3 separate regions of the Mus musculus genome follow, and regions 1 and 3 are each linked to region 2. The links are chromatin contacts, called in public HiChIP or PLAC-seq maps. All regions are on one chromosome and are shown on one strand. The core of a region is the stretch at or near the end of the contact, and the rest is flanking DNA. Distances in the headings are between cores, read along the strand shown. Region 1 overlaps Suclg1 (succinate-CoA ligase, GDP-forming, alpha subunit). Region 2 has its middle 27 kb from the start of Kcmf1. Region 3 holds the start of Elmod3 (ELMO/CED-12 domain containing 3).

Region 1 (4,774 bases), core at 485-2,984, 340 kb after region 2:
TACTGTTCATTGGTCATATTTACCATGGATTTAAAATAGATGTTTGAAGGCTAGATTCTGAAGACCTGGGGTCCCTGGCCCTGGTTCTTCTAAGGAGAAACAGAGTTTGAAGCTGGATAGGTGGCACCAGGTCTTGTGAGTCTGGGGAGGAAAAGTGAAGCTGTGCATAGCTCCAGAGAGGAGGGAGCACAGGTGCAATCCTCCAGGGAGGAGGGAGCGTGGGTGCAATTGGGAAGAGCTCTCAGATTTACTGTCCTTTTGTAGGGTAAGATGTACGGAACCTTTAAATTCACAATGGCATTCAGAGAGGCTTTGCTTGGATTCTGCTCTTTTTTTTGACTACGTCACGGACTACAGAATGGGGGAATGAGGATAGCCTGCCTGTGACCCCTTCCTAAACATTAATCAAATTATGCTGCTGAATATATTTTATTTATGATTCAATCGGTTGTGATTAATGTTTCAGGCCAAAGAGAAAACAGGAGCAACGGCTTCTGTCATCTATGTCCCTCCTCCTTTTGCTGCTGCTGCCATTAATGAAGCAATCGACGCGGAGATTCCCTTGGTTGTGTGCATTACGGAAGGTATTCCGCAGCAGGATATGGTGCGGGTCAAGCACAGACTGACACGCCAGGGAACGACGAGGCTAATCGGGCCAAACTGCCCCGGCGTCATCAACGTGAGTGTAGGGTAGGAGGGAAGTCAGAAGGCTATGGCTTTGAATTAAAGTACGTGTGTGTGTGTGTGTGTGTGTGTGTGTGTGTGCGCGCGCGTGTGCATGTGCGTGCTCGGGTGTTTGTGTGTGCTCGGGTGTGGGTGTGCACATGTGACTTAGGGGTTAGAATTTTCTTTGGAACTTTTCTGAAACTGCAGTTTACTTTCCTCCAGCCTGGAGAATGCAAAATCGGCATCATGCCTGGCCACATTCACAAGAAGGGAAGAATAGGTGAGTGACTCTGTTACTTTCTGATAGATTAAAACATAGAAATTCCACTTTCCTAACTCGGCTCACAGTGACGGTGACTGTAAGTCAATGTGTCTCTGTAATAAGTTATTTTTTCTTACAGTGAGTCAGAAATATATCTCAAATATGATGGGCCTCTTTGAGAATCACTTGTAGTTCTGTGGAACCAGTGATGATCGTGGGTAGTGGTTCCTTTTCTGCTCAGACTCTGGGTTCTGCTGTGTATTTTGTGTTCGTGGTGAATACCAGCTTCCTGCTCACAGCCTCCTGCCTGCTCTGTGGCTTTACCACTGTTTATCCATTTTCTTAGTGGTCATCTGGGCTGTTTGCAGGTTTGAGCATTAGGAACAAGACTAAAATACAGGCCTTGCTATGGATACACTTTGATTTCTGAAGGGCAACATTTGCTAGAACACACATTTAGTATGCTTGCCTTTTAAGGAAGTTGCCAGGGAGTGCTAGGAGATGTCCGTGCTACTTTGTATTCCGTCAGCAGAGTCCCAGTTACCCTTCCTCCTCCAGGCTTCTCCTCTCCAGCAGACTTGTGCTTGCTCTTTGGGGGATGAAACAGCTTTTGTTGTGATGCCCCTGATGGGTGAGGTCAAAGAGCGCCTTCTCAGTCTTTACCCTTGATCCGAGGGTGCACTTGGACCAACACACAGAGGCAGGAAGTGAGTTTGGCTTTTAGTCTAACTCAGGTGCTGCCTGGCCTGGCCTCATAGTCTACTCAGTTGGCTCCTCTGAAAAGAATTGGCTGGGGGAGTTGGAAGAGGAGGGAAGGGTCACTGCTCCCAGGGAGAAAAGGTCACTCACTGCTCCAGGGCATCCAATTCCTAGAATAGAGCTCTGGGCCTTTGTATGAACAAAGCTTTTACTGGGTGAATTTTAATTCCTTGCCCTAAAACACAAATTTCATAAGATTAGATTGAAACGATACATATTTGGCATTTCTTATCAATCCTTTGTTTTCTTTTTTCTTTTTGTTTGCTTGTTTGTTTGTTTTTTGTTTTGTTTTGTTTTTGTTTTTCCCAAGACAGAGTACCTCCTTGTAGCCCTGACTGTCTTGGAACTTACTGTTGACAAGCCTGGCCTTGAGCTCAGATCTGCTTCCCACTGAGATTAAAGGCATGCACCACCACTGCCCAGCTTGCTTGCTTGCTTGCTTGGTTCCTTCCTTCCTTCCTTCCTTCCTTCCTTCCTTCCTTCCTTCCTTCCTTCCTTCCTTCCTCCCTCCCTCCCTCCCTCCCTCCCTCCCTCTCTCCTCTTTCTCTCTCTCTCTCTCTTTCTATCTTTCTTTCTTTCTTTCTTTCTTTCTTTCTTTCTTTCTTTCTTTCTTTCTTTCTTTCTTTCTTACTCTGTTTTTCTTTAAAACTCTGTTTTCTTAAAACTCATTAAGATGCCAGCTAAGAAGCTAATCCTGAGGTAGGTTTTCCATTAGCATGGCTTAAAGTGAGCCCACATTCCTAGGGGTGGTTTGTTGGCCTGGAGATTTCCCTGGCCCCATTGACTGTTAGGTCTGCCTCCAGGCCAGACACGTCCATTCTCTTTAGCTGGAGTGGTTTTCCCTCAGCCCTTATTGCTGCTTTAACATCCTGCTTTTCTACAGAGGCATTGAGAATCGTGTAGGACCGATCAGAGCTCCGAGCTCCCAAAGCACTTGTGCTATCTTTGGCCTCTAGCAGGCATGAAGCTACCAAGAGGACATCTCTGGCTTTTGGCCAATAAAGAAACAGCATACTTTTCCTTGGGATCTTTTTAGCCCAAACTTGACCATTTTACCTCATGTTCTTATCATACTTGTTCCTCTGGAGAAGTAATCCTAACCTCCATTATGGGATTAAGATGATCTGTGCTTGCAGCTGAATTTTGGGTGTCAGGTGCAGCAGTATTGGGGTACCCCTTCAGAGGGCCTATTTAAAAGACTCCAACTGTCAGACCTAGGGAGAAAAGGAAATCCTTGACTGCAGTCTGAAAGGATTCTAAAATGTCCAAAGCAAAGCCCTTTAGCATCTCTTGTTGGGCTCATATTAGCCTCCGTCAGTGGGACTCCTTGTTGGTCTCCAGAGTGATGAGCTTGCAGTCTGCTTTACAGAATCTTTGATAACTGTTGCAATCCCCTAAAAGTCAACACGATATCTGTCCCGTGTGGCTCTGCCCATATTATAACTATGGACACGGTGAGCTTCATCTGCATGTGTCTTGGCTTTTCCTCCTCCCCCAGGCACAAGTTGTTACTTGGCCTGCCTTCTTTACTCCACTTGAGTGTTATATGGGCTGAGAACAGATGGGTCTGTGCCTGCCTATGTAGGCAGGAATTTAATACCTTTGGGAACCAACTAGTTAAAGTAGTTAATCCTAATTTACTACGTAAGTAGCCTTGTGGTACTTTTGCCCAACTAGAAAAGTAGCAGCTGGATGGCATCATATAAGGCAGTCAGACCTAACCATGTCGCAGGCTGGCTGTGGTCCTTCCTCCACATCTGCCCCAAGGTTTCCCAGGTTCTCTGAGGGAACTGGAGATAACCTAGACTTATCTTCCCATCCTGACTTACCTTGTGCTTAACCCTCTTCAGGGATGTTTCTTATACTGAGTTTAATGTCCAAGGCACATCCCAGCTCTAGGACACCCTGACAACCACAGGACTGTTTGGTGTCCCCACAGCATCTCTTCCCTTTGGCCTGTGCACAGAGCAGTCTTGGTCCCTTGGGACTTTCTTTGGGCTGGCTCTCCCAGTATTGTCCAGAGACTTCCAAACCTGGATTCTTTTCCTGATTTGAAGAATGCCAAAGGCCCAGGACCCAAAAGCCTTTAAAAAAAAAAAGAAAGAAAAAAAGAAACAAGAATTGGTAGGATATGTTTCCCAGAGGAGGGGTCTGAGGCACTCTTTCAGGTGAGCTAGATTCCTGGACTGAGCACCCAAATTATTAGAAATAAGTTTGGGGTCACAAAGAAAGAGACTGCCATTCTATCTGAAGGCAAAGGTTAGTCTTAGTCAAGAGGTTCCCTTGGGAAGAATGAGCCAGGAACATTTTTATCAGTACTATGTCTGTGTCTATCCGAGACTTATTTTGCTTCCTGGATTTCACAAACTTTCTCAAGATGCTATGGGAAGACTGTACTGTTACTTGGTTGGTTCCTTAAGGAAATAGCCAGGCCACATTTCAAAGCTAGCTGTTCTAGGCTTGAAGTTGGATTCTCTGCAGCTAACTTTGACCCACTTAGATTGTTTCTCCATTATAATAGCTAGGGGCAGTGTTCTTTACCTCCCACCATAACTATTAATGTTAACTAAGAGCAGTCATCACAGTGGGACGACTTGTTCTTACCTGAAAATTCTTAGGGTTGCACTGTGTGTGCTACGTGAGGTATAACTTCTGGACCTCCCGCTGTTAGTAGGCTCAATAGAAAGCAGAAACGGGACTGAGAGAAGCAGATCCCATCTCATTCCTTTGGGACAGTCCAGGAAGGGCCTGTGTGGGAAGCAGCACACAAGCTTTCTGTGTGGCTTGGCTAGGTAGTTGGTGGTTCTTGTCAGGTGATAGAGGTGGGCCCTCCATTTTAAGCAGAGTACATGTGAAAAGGTAGGGAAGCGTGAAGGAGCACGAGGCCCTTAGGAGAAGGGAATGGTAGACGCATCTAGGGAGTAGGCCAGGTCTGTGCTGGGCTAGGGAGGCAGTGCAGAGTTCCCCACGAGGTGAAGCTCTGTCAGGGAGCGGAGTGGAACTCACCTAAAAGAACAACTGGGTGATGTGTGGGAGGTCCAGGCATGCTTGCTTCCAGTTTTACTGTTTGATGTGGAGAATCTGCAG
Region 2 (4,719 bases), core at 1,008-3,507:
TCACAGTCTTCTTTTCAAGAACCATGACCATACTGTTGTCCAGGCCTGGTTACCTGTGTTCTGATGGAGCAGGGCCTAAGAGAGCTGGCTTGGGGATCCAATACACAGGGGAGTGGTGACGACAGCAAGAGGCAGCAGCAGGGCCATTGTGGGTACTTTTTCTTCTTTCTTCTAAAAATGTATTGTTTTTTTTAAATTATGCATGTGTGAGGTCTGCCACATGTGTACAGGTGCCCATTAAAGTAACTGTGAGTCATTTGATATGGGTATTGTGAACTCTCTGCAAGGACAGTTTATGTATGCTCTTTTTATGTATGCTCTCTGTATGTATGCCTGTATGAGGGTATCAGATCTGCTGGAACTGGAGTTACAGACAGTGGTGAGCTGCTGTGTGGGTGTTGGAAGTTGAACTCAGGTCCTCTGGAAGAGCAGCCACTGCTCTCAGTTGCTAAGACATCTCTCTAGTCTTTTGCTTATCTTTAACCACTGAACCTGTGGTGGTTTGAATATGCTTGGCCCTGGGAGTGGCACTATCACAAGGTGTGGCCTTTTTGGAGGAAGTGTGTCACCGTGGGGTTGGATTTTGAGGCTCTCTTTCTAGCTGCTTGGAAGACAGTCTTCTCCCAGTTCCCTTCAGAACAAGATGCACAACTTTCAGCTCCTTCTCCCGTGCCATGCCTGCCTGGATGCAGCCATGCTCCTGCCTTGATGATAATGGACTGAACCTCTGAACCTGTAAGCCAGCCCCCATTAAATGTTTGTCCTTTACAAGAGTTGCCTTGGCCATAGTGTCTCTTCATTGCAATGAAACCCTAGATAGAAGTTGGTACCAGGAACTGGGGTATTGCTGTGATAGGCCTGGCCGTGTTTTTGTTTGGAAGAATGTGGATTTTGGGACTTTGGATTTGGAAAGCAGTGGAATGCTTTAAGTGGGGTTTAATGGGCCATCCTAGTAAGAATATGGCATCACTGATGCTGAGTGTGGCTTGAACTGTGGGGGTCTTGCTTCAAAAGTTTCAGAGGAGAAGAATGTTAGTATATGGCCTAAGACTGTTTTTGGTGAAGAATATGGCTACTTTTTGTTGTCTGAAGAGTCTTCCTAAGGAATCAGATTAATTGCATTGACAAAGGAAAGTCTCATAAAAGCCCATACTTATAGTGACACACTTCTTTCAACAAGGCCACACCTACTCCAACAAGGCCACAACTCCTAAGAATGCCACTCTCTGAGTCAAGTACATTCAAACCACCACAGAGCATCTCGCCACCCCACTTCCCCATCCTTTTTTTTTTTTTAAAGACAAGGTCTTGTGTACTCCACGCTGTCTCTAAGCCCCCTGAGATATCATTGCTAACCTTGACCTCCTGATTTTCTTGCCTCTACTTTCCAAGAGCTGTGATTACAGGTGTGCACAAGCCGATTTATGTGAGTTGCTTAGATCAGATTGGCCTATGGGCATGTCTGTGGGAAACTGTCTTGATTAATGATGGATGTGGGAGGGCCAACCCACTGTTGGCAGAACCATTCCCCAAGTAGGCGTTTCTGGGTTGTCTAAGAGGCTGGTTAAGTTAGAGCCTTGACAGAGAGGAGTAAGCCAGCAAATGAACCAGCAAGCATCATTCCAGGGCAGCCAGGGCTACACAGAAAAACCCTGTCTCAGAAAACCAAAACTACAACAACGACACTTCATCAGACTGTTACCACATTGGAACATGGAATTTGTGGTGACTTAAATTTTTGTTCCTGGGTCATGATCACTCAGATTTGACTCCAGAATAAAGTATCTCCTATTTCCTGTGAGATTTTTGTGTGTTTGTTTTTGTCTGCTCAGTACATAAGTTTGTATCCTACTTAAAACTGAATACTTTCCTGATCATAACTACTGTTAGCTCAGTCTGTGATCCATAGTTGCTCCCAGCTGGAAATGGGTATTTGGAGTGATCCTTGGGGCAGAAAGGTGGGTTTCTGAAAAGCCAGATGAGCCTTGATTGTAGCTAGAGGCAGGGTCTGAGGAGGGTGGGGACAGAGAAACCAGCTCAGCGACTTCTTGTTCAGGCTTTGGAATGCTTGAGCTTCTGTCATCTAGCAGCCTCGGCACTGGCCAGATTGCTCCTTTGTTGAGGGTCCCTTTCTCATGCCAGGTTCCTGGGATGTGGGAGGAGTCTCACATCAGCTGTGGCTGAAAGAAGATCCCTGCCAGTGAATGGGCAGGAGCCACACCCAGCCGAGGTAAGTTGAAGTGGGAGGGACCTCGGTGGAGTGAGTCACACTTGAGTCACCCCAAAGTGACTCAGAGCCGGGAATGGAATCTCCTGCTGGGAGGACAGTGGGACAGGAAATTCCAGCTGGCTGAAGGGAGGGATAAGGGCTAGGGATGTCGAATGCCAAGTTTATGAACAAAGGGGAGTTTGAGGAGCAGGGAGAGGAACCCTCAGAACTTGCCAAACAGGAAGTCATATCTGGACAGCAGGTGGGGGCAAGGCAGCTTGCCCCCACCTGCTAATGATCCGGGGTCCAGGTGAGAAGTCGAGAGGGCCTGAGTGCTGACCACAGTGCATAGACAAGGCACACCTCAGGCTCCATACTGGCCCAGGCCCCAAGGAACCTCCCATGCTAGTGTAATCCTCTCTTGCTGTCTACTATGGCCATTCGATCTCTTGAAGTCTTCCCACACCCAACCTGACACTCAACAAACCCTAGGGATGTATACTGGCAGTATGTCATTATGATGCTATAGTAGCTTTGGCTTTTTTTCTGTTTTCTTTTTTCCTTTTCTAAAGCTAAAGTGTCACTCTGTAGCCAAGGCTGACATGGTTGGGAACTCCCTATGGAGGCCAGGATAACCTAGGCCTCACAGGAATTCGCTTCTCTTTTGCCAGTGCCTCTTGGGAACTGGTATGCTACTAATCCTGGCTTAATGATTTTTTTTTTTTTTAAATGTAGGCTTTAGGAATGAAAACCTTCCTGTTTTCATTGTTAATACTTCTCCTTTGGTCTTTGGCTGGAGAGATGGTGTAGTAGAGCCCACACTGTTCTTACAGAGGATGAGTTTGATGCTCAGAGTCCATGTCGGATTTCTTACTATTGCCTGTAACTCCAGCTCCAGGAGGATCTGATGACCCCGCTGGCCTCGGTAGATACATGCACATCTTTTTGCTGTTGTTGCTTTTGAGACAGGATTTCTGTGTAGCCTTGGCTATCCTGGAACTTGTTCTGTAGACCAGGCAATAATCCTATTTGTCAAAAATAAGATCACTACCACACTTTCAAGCCAAATTTGAAACAATCTTTAATTAAATACTGGCCAGGTTACTGGACTCTAGCCAGGCCCACACCTGAGTTTTAAGGAAAATGCTCCCAAGTCACAGTTTTCAGATGCTTAAAAAGGCAAACCCCACAATTGACCTTCTATCCATCAGGGGCAAGTGTACATTCTGATGTAATTCTTGCCCACATGGGATCAAGTCCATCTGGTGCAAATGGCTCAAACACACGTAGGACAAACAGGAATATATTCTTAATTGCAAACAGAACTCAACCTGTAAGGTCTATTTTTCCTGTTGTGGTCTCACACAGGTTGGCCTTGAACTCAAAGAGATCTGTCAGTCTCTGTCCCCGAGTGCTGAGATTAAAAAAGTGTACCACCACTGCCTGGTCAATTAAAAAAGAAAATTAAATCTTCTAAAAAATCTTTTAACTACATTTTAAAGTTTACTTTTATTTTATTTATTTATTTTGAGACAGGGTTTTACTATGTAGCCTTGGCTGGACTGGAATTCCTATATAGACCAGGCTGAACTCACAAAAAATCTATTTGCCTCTGCCTCCCTGAGTGCTGGAATTAAAAGCAGGTACCACTACATTAGGCCTAGCTTGTGTGTGTGTGTGTAAACGTGTGATGGTCAGAAGACAATTTGAAGAAGTCAGTCCTTTGGTTCTTACCTTCCACCAGGTGGTTTCTGGGAACTGGCTCCTATCATCAGGCTGAGCTGCAGGCACCTTAACCCAAGGGGCGGCCTGTTGGCCTTCGTCTTTGAGGTTTTTAGCTGTTGTTTTGAGACAGGGTCTCATGTGGACCAGGCTGGCCTCAAACTTGCTCTATGCTCGTAAATGCTGATCCAAATCTCCAGCGCTGATCTTGAGATTCTCTGATTTTCCAGCCTTCTCCTCCAATGTTCTGTGCCCGGCTTTTATCCTCGACTTTTAAAATTTAGGGGTGTGCACCACCAAGAAAATAGCCTCTGCTATCGCAGCCCATCCCCATCCCAAGCTGGTTTGGGGAGTAAATGAAAATGGGCACAGTAAAGAAACCAAAATAGCCAGTCCGTGGTTGAAAAGGGAAAAGTTTATTCCAAACTGCCAAGACTGTCTCCTGGGAAAGCAAAGAGAAGGGACAGGAAAGATTTTTCAGGGTTAAATGGGGATGGAAGAAAGGGGGCTTGTGAGCTGATGTGGGGCTCGTGAGCGGGGACTGTGGGAGCTTAGAGGTGTACTGACCTTGACAAGTTAATAGACAGTTTATTAACACAGTCATGGGTTAATAAAGGGCCATAAGTTCCTCATGCCAGAGATAAGGAGAATGACTCCTTTTTAGCAAGCAGGAACTTTCTTCAAGTCCCCAAGGAAATGGCTTTTGTCTACATGCTAGATCTTGGGAAAAGGACTTTCTTGGGAGACCAGACCGGGAGGCCTTCCATGCGTTCCAGCGTCTGTTTCTG
Region 3 (4,914 bases), core at 655-3,154, 330 kb before region 2:
GTGGTGTATGCCCGCATGAATGTATGCCCAGATTCCTAGAAATCTGGAAGCAGAGGCAGGAGAATCACTGTGTATTTGAGGGCAGCCTGATCTACATAGAGTTCCAGGTCAGTTAAGACTACCTAGCAAGACTCTGTCTCAACAGAAAACAAAGCAAGGGCAGGTGAAATGGCTCAGTGGGTCGAGGTGCTTGCCAGCAAACTTGATGACCTAAGTTCAGTCCCTAGAGGGACCTAGAAGACTGGTAGAAATAAAGAAGCAATTGTCTTCTGACCTCCACACACGCACCATGGCACACACCGCTCTGCTCACCCAGATAAAAACCAAAAAAAAAAAAAAAAAAAAACACACACACACACAAGGGGCTGGGAAGATGACTCAGTGGGCAGGAGGGCTTGCTTCAGGGTAAAAACCTGAGTTTGGCTCCCTAGCACTCTGGTCGATGGAATTAAAAGGATTGCTGGTTGCTGGGCCTAGTTCCACATTCAGTCAGAGAAGCAATTCTACCAACTTCAAAGGTAGAAGGCACAGAGTGACAGAACAGGCAATTTACAGTCCCCCTGATCTTTCTGTTCCTATATGGGCATGCATGCTCACACCCACACACCAGAGAGTCAGTGTGGAAAGGCTGGGACTGTAACCTAGTGGCAGCAAAGGAGGCTCAACCCCTGATATCGAGGGGGAAAATGAGAGTGGATGGTTCTCACACAACTGACAGTCATACTTCACAGACTCAGAGGACTAAGTCAGTGGGGAGGCCCTCCACGGAGCCAGTCCTCCACTAGGGGACTATGATTTACATTCCCCAAGGACTGACTGCCAGTAACAAACAGCTTTTGGGCTCGACGCCTGGCTGCCTGTGATCTAGAGAGGATGGTGGTAACGTCCTCCCTGAAACACCCCAGGAACTAGCTCCCCCCCCCCCTCCCCAGAACCTCAGCATCTACCTCTCTTTTCCTTTCCTTCCATCTCGGCCTAAATGACAGCATAAGATACACACACATCAGATAACCTGGCAGGGTCACAGGTAGGACTGACAAAGTCTCGGGAAGGCTCTCCTGTTACTGTGGGGAAAACGAACCAAGTAGCATAGAAGCATGACCTGCTTTACATACCGGACTGGAGCACCGCTGGGGCCTAAAACAAGGACAAAACACTCAAAGTTACGAAGTCATTCCTCCTGATAGTGGGTACCTGAGGAAATGGGCCTCCTATACAAACAAATCCCTCTTAAGTCAAGTACGTATTTCAGACCTACTTTCCTCAAAGGGCAACATTAAGATGGTAGGATATCTAGACTGTCTGCTGGAGCTTAAACTCTCTGAAAAGCTGATTTAGAAGCTGGTGCGTCCTTAAATGCAAATAAACACACAGGATGATCCTTGACTTAGTCTTTCTTGAGGCTTGTCCTAGGTGGCTTGCACTTTGAGAGCCTGATAGAGTAGTTACGATTAGGGGAATCCACCTAGGGATAACGTCGGTGTGAGGCTGCCAGTCCTGGGCTGACACAGGTTTAGGAGAGCTCCTGTGCAGGTCTCAACAAGGTCTCAACTCAGATACCCAGACAGAGGCTGTGTGGGCACAGAAACTTTGTCACTGCTTGGAAGAGGAGAGGGGAGGAAAGCAATGAACTGCCTCCGAGGTTCCAGCGAATCCAACACGGAAAAGGCACCAGAACCCAGGTCTTCTCTGCCTCCCAGACAGGATCTCTCTCAGACCTGCAACTTTCATCCTTGTTGTGGTCCCGCGGTGACCATTTCCACCAGACATCGTCCTCCTCACCCTCACCTCCCTCACCAGACCCCTTGCTCACCGGACGCGTCCCCAGCGTTCCGGTAAGGGGGGGATCCCACATCCCCCTTTTCGCGCAGCCGTGCAGTGTCGCCTGTCTCGCGCTAGAACTACATTTCCCATTAGGCAATTGAACTCCTGCTCTGCAAAGATCATACGGAGGTCCATAATGGACAATCTTCATCAGTTTTGAGCAGGCGTGAGTCAAAATGCTTCGGCTCCTCCAAGTCTGGTATTACTCCAAGGACGAACTAGAGGGGCGGGGCCTCAGCTATAAAAGCCGAGCTCAGCGGGGAAAGGACGCGGTCTTCCGAGCCCTGGCAGCAACATGTGGATCACTGCTCTGCTGCTGGCCGTGCTGCTGCTGGTGATCCTCCACAGGGTCTACGTGGGCCTTTACGCTGCAAGTTCCCCGAACCCCTTCGCCGAGGATGTCAAGCGACCGCCTGAACCCCTGGTGACCGACAAGGAGGCTAGGAAGAAAGTTCTCAAACAAGGTCAACTGATGGGTTTCAGGCCTGCTCTCGGGCCTTCTGCTCATGTCTCCCCATTAGTAAAGTGCTGGGAAAACTTCTCTTGCACACAGAGGTTCCATAATTTAGTGTTCTTTGCTTCTGAAAGGGTGCAGGCATTACCCTTGGCACGCCAAATTCCAGCCCCGCCAGTTGGAATCTTTTCAGCTCACGGCTTACACAGAATAAGAGACCTTTCCCCTACTTGGGTCTGGAGCCAACTTTTCCCTATACTTCTGTGCATGCTCGGGGGCACAGGGAAGCAGCACTGAAAGTTTTCCTAACAAGCGGGTTGCAGGCAAAATGTAGTCCAGTTCATAGAACTGAAGCTTGATAATAACTTCGGAATTTCAGTACTGGCTAGGGATAAGAACTCCACTCTCCAGTGAACCATCTCTAAAGCACGTGTAGAGTGCTCCCAAGGTTTGTGTTTTTGAGACTGGTCTCACTTTTGTACTGGAGTTGGCTTTGAACTCTCTTCGCAGCCCAGGCTCAAACCCGGAGCAGCCCTCTTCTTCTGTCCCCAGCATGATGAGATAGATTACAAGCATGCACCAGCATGTCTGCCTTTCAACGTTTTACGGAAGTGTTGGAGCTGGGCATAGTGGTGCAACAATTTAATTCCAGTTTGGACTACACAATGAGACCCTGTCTAAATGCACACATCAAACCCCAAAACAACCAAAACCCCCAAATGCAAAACTTTCAAAAAACAAACAAGGATCACCTCTTTGACCTCCAGGAGCCTCTGACTTGTAAATTTTAGCCAAGCCTAGGCTAGCCTTAACTGCACTATTTTTTGGGGACTGACTTTGAACTCCTGATCCTTGTGCCTCTACTTCCTAAGAGGCACCACACCCAGTTATTTTATTATTGTTATTGTTTGTGGATTGGGGGAGAGGCAGGTCTCATACTTGTAGCCCAGGCTAGCTTATAACTTGCTATACAGGACAAGTGTGTCTCAAATTCACAGTGATTCTCCAACCACCATCAGCAAGAGATTACAAATGGTGGGATTACAGATGTGAGCCACCATGGCTTGGATGGAGATTTTTTTTTTATTTTATTTTTTTTAGTTTTTAGTTGTTTGAGACAGTGTTTCTCTCTATAGTTCTAGATGTCCTGGAACTTGCTATTGCTATATAGACCAGGCTGGCCTTGAACTCACTGAGATCCTCCCACCTCAGCCTCCTGAGTGCTGAGACTAAAGCTGTGAACACTTGGCCTTGGGCAATGATGTTTAATGAGCAGATTTACTGGACATAGTGGCACATTCCTGTGATCCCAGCGCTGGGGAGGAAAAGACAGGTGGATCTCTACATAGGGAGTTCCAGCCCAGTTAGGGCTACATGTGTAGTGAAACCGTGTGTCTTAAAAAACACGAATCAATAAAATCAAAGAAAGTAAGTAAATAAAGGAGGAAAGGAAGTAAAAGACTGGGAGAAAACAACAAATCCCAGGTCTTGTGTTGACCGTGCATTCCAGTTTGGTTCTGTGAGGTTCCCGGCACACCAACCTTCCTCCTTTTCTGAGGCTGGTGCTGTGACCTCTCAGAGTAGCAGCCTCTGAGCAGCTCTGCCTGCTCCACCTCCGTTGGCACTCAGAGACCTTGCTTCTTCCAAAGAAACCCAGTTCCCTGAACCACCAGCGTCCCCAGCCCCCACCCTGAGCCTTATTGCCTTTTCTTTCCTCGCTTGCATTCACAGAACTGACGTTACAGCCCTGTGCAGTTGCCATCTTTCTGGTTTTGTTCTACAGTAGCTAGCTGAGTCAGTCCTACTTCCTTTGAAAGGTATCAAATCCCTCAAGTACACTGTAGGGGTTAAGACTCATCACTGCTTAACCTGCCTGTCTGGTCCGAGGTATTCCCTGGTAGAATGTTTTGAGACATCTTAGTCAAGAGTAAATAAACTACCTTAAAAGAAAGGTCTGCCTTCCCTCTTGTTTTGAGACTGGGTCTAACGAGCCCAGGCTGGCCTCCTGTGGGATGATCTTGGCCTCCTAATGCACCTTTCAAGTGCTCCCATCACAGGAGTACACCACCATGCCCAGCAGCCGTAGAGACTTCTTACCGAGTACACGTTAGAGAAGGACCCCGGCTTCTTTGACTTGACTTTCCTGCCCTCGTCTGAGAAGCTCACCCTTCTCCTCCCTTCTACAGCTTTCTCAGTCAGCCGAGTACCAGAGAAGCTGGATGCAGTGGTGATCGGCAGCGGCATTGGGGGACTGGCCTCAGCTGCGGTTCTAGCTAAAGCTGGCAAGAGAGTCCTTGTGCTGGAACAACATACCAAGGCGGGCGGCTGTTGTCATACCTTTGGGGAAAATGGCCTTGAATTTGACACTGGTAAGGCTTGTGTGGGAAAGGGTTAGGAGCATGGCCTTGTCTTTAGATGGCTAATAACACACACTATTGAGTGACATGGGGGCATTTTAATGTTTGGAGGTCTCAACTTCTCTCTGGGCACCTCCATTTCTGTCCGATGGCCTAGTTACTGGGCAAGCATTGGGTGGTATATGTTCTGATTTGTTTCTTATAGAAAGGGTGGGCAGCCCCCCTCTGGACATGAACATAGCCAAGCAGGACAACCTCTTCCTTACTTGGCATATTTCC

The links. HiChIP or PLAC-seq counts read pairs in DNA pulled down with a chosen protein or histone mark.
Region 1: a contact with region 2 is called in an H3K27ac HiChIP or PLAC-seq map of embryonic stem cells, with 6 read pairs. The contact joins two enhancer-like sites. A contact is called at or near these places in 4 of 39 promoter capture datasets (the SN4741 cell line, hippocampal neurons, liver and 1 more), 1 of 484 Hi-C or Micro-C datasets (bone marrow-derived macrophages), 4 of 115 datasets of contacts at active chromatin or transcription factors (bone marrow-derived macrophages, embryonic basal ganglia, embryonic stem cells and 1 more) and 1 of 9 other capture datasets (pancreatic islet).
Region 3: an H3K4me3 HiChIP or PLAC-seq map of bone marrow-derived macrophages shows a contact between it and region 2, with 3 times the contacts expected there. The contact joins the promoter of Elmod3 here to the enhancer-like site in region 2. A contact is called at or near these places in 1 of 39 promoter capture datasets (cranial neural crest), 4 of 115 datasets of contacts at active chromatin or transcription factors (bone marrow-derived macrophages, embryonic limb bud, embryonic stem cells and 1 more) and 1 of 9 other capture datasets (adipose tissue).

Annotation. Positions count from the first base shown.
Region 1 is chr6:73,263,342-73,268,115 of GRCm38.p6, forward strand. Suclg1 (succinate-CoA ligase, GDP-forming, alpha subunit) reads left to right here. Exons shown (of 9, transcript NM_019879.3): 4 at 467-679; 5 at 889-946. Among named protein-coding and RNA genes, the nearest start is that of Gm38834, 17 kb to the left of the region's middle. Within about 2 kb of position 1,735, at least 28 of the 459 cell types and tissues checked have an H3K27ac peak or open chromatin away from gene starts, as enhancers often do. A contact at or near this core is called in embryonic stem cells, where this site is marked.
Region 2 is chr6:72,924,729-72,929,447 of GRCm38.p6, forward strand. No RefSeq gene overlaps it. Among named protein-coding and RNA genes, the nearest start is that of Kcmf1, 27 kb to the left of the region's middle. Within about 2 kb of position 2,258, at least 175 of the 459 cell types and tissues checked have an H3K27ac peak or open chromatin away from gene starts, as enhancers often do. A contact at or near this core is called in adipose tissue, bone marrow-derived macrophages, embryonic stem cells and 1 more, where this site is marked.
Region 3 is chr6:72,596,509-72,601,422 of GRCm38.p6, forward strand. It overlaps Elmod3 (ELMO/CED-12 domain containing 3), which reads right to left and starts at 1,905. Exons shown (of 12, transcript NM_001253692.1): 1 at 1,814-1,905. Retsat (retinol saturase (all trans retinol 13,14 reductase)) reads left to right here and starts at 2,094. Exons shown (of 11, transcript NM_026159.5): 1 at 2,094-2,288; 2 at 4,465-4,647. The coding sequence starts at 2,120.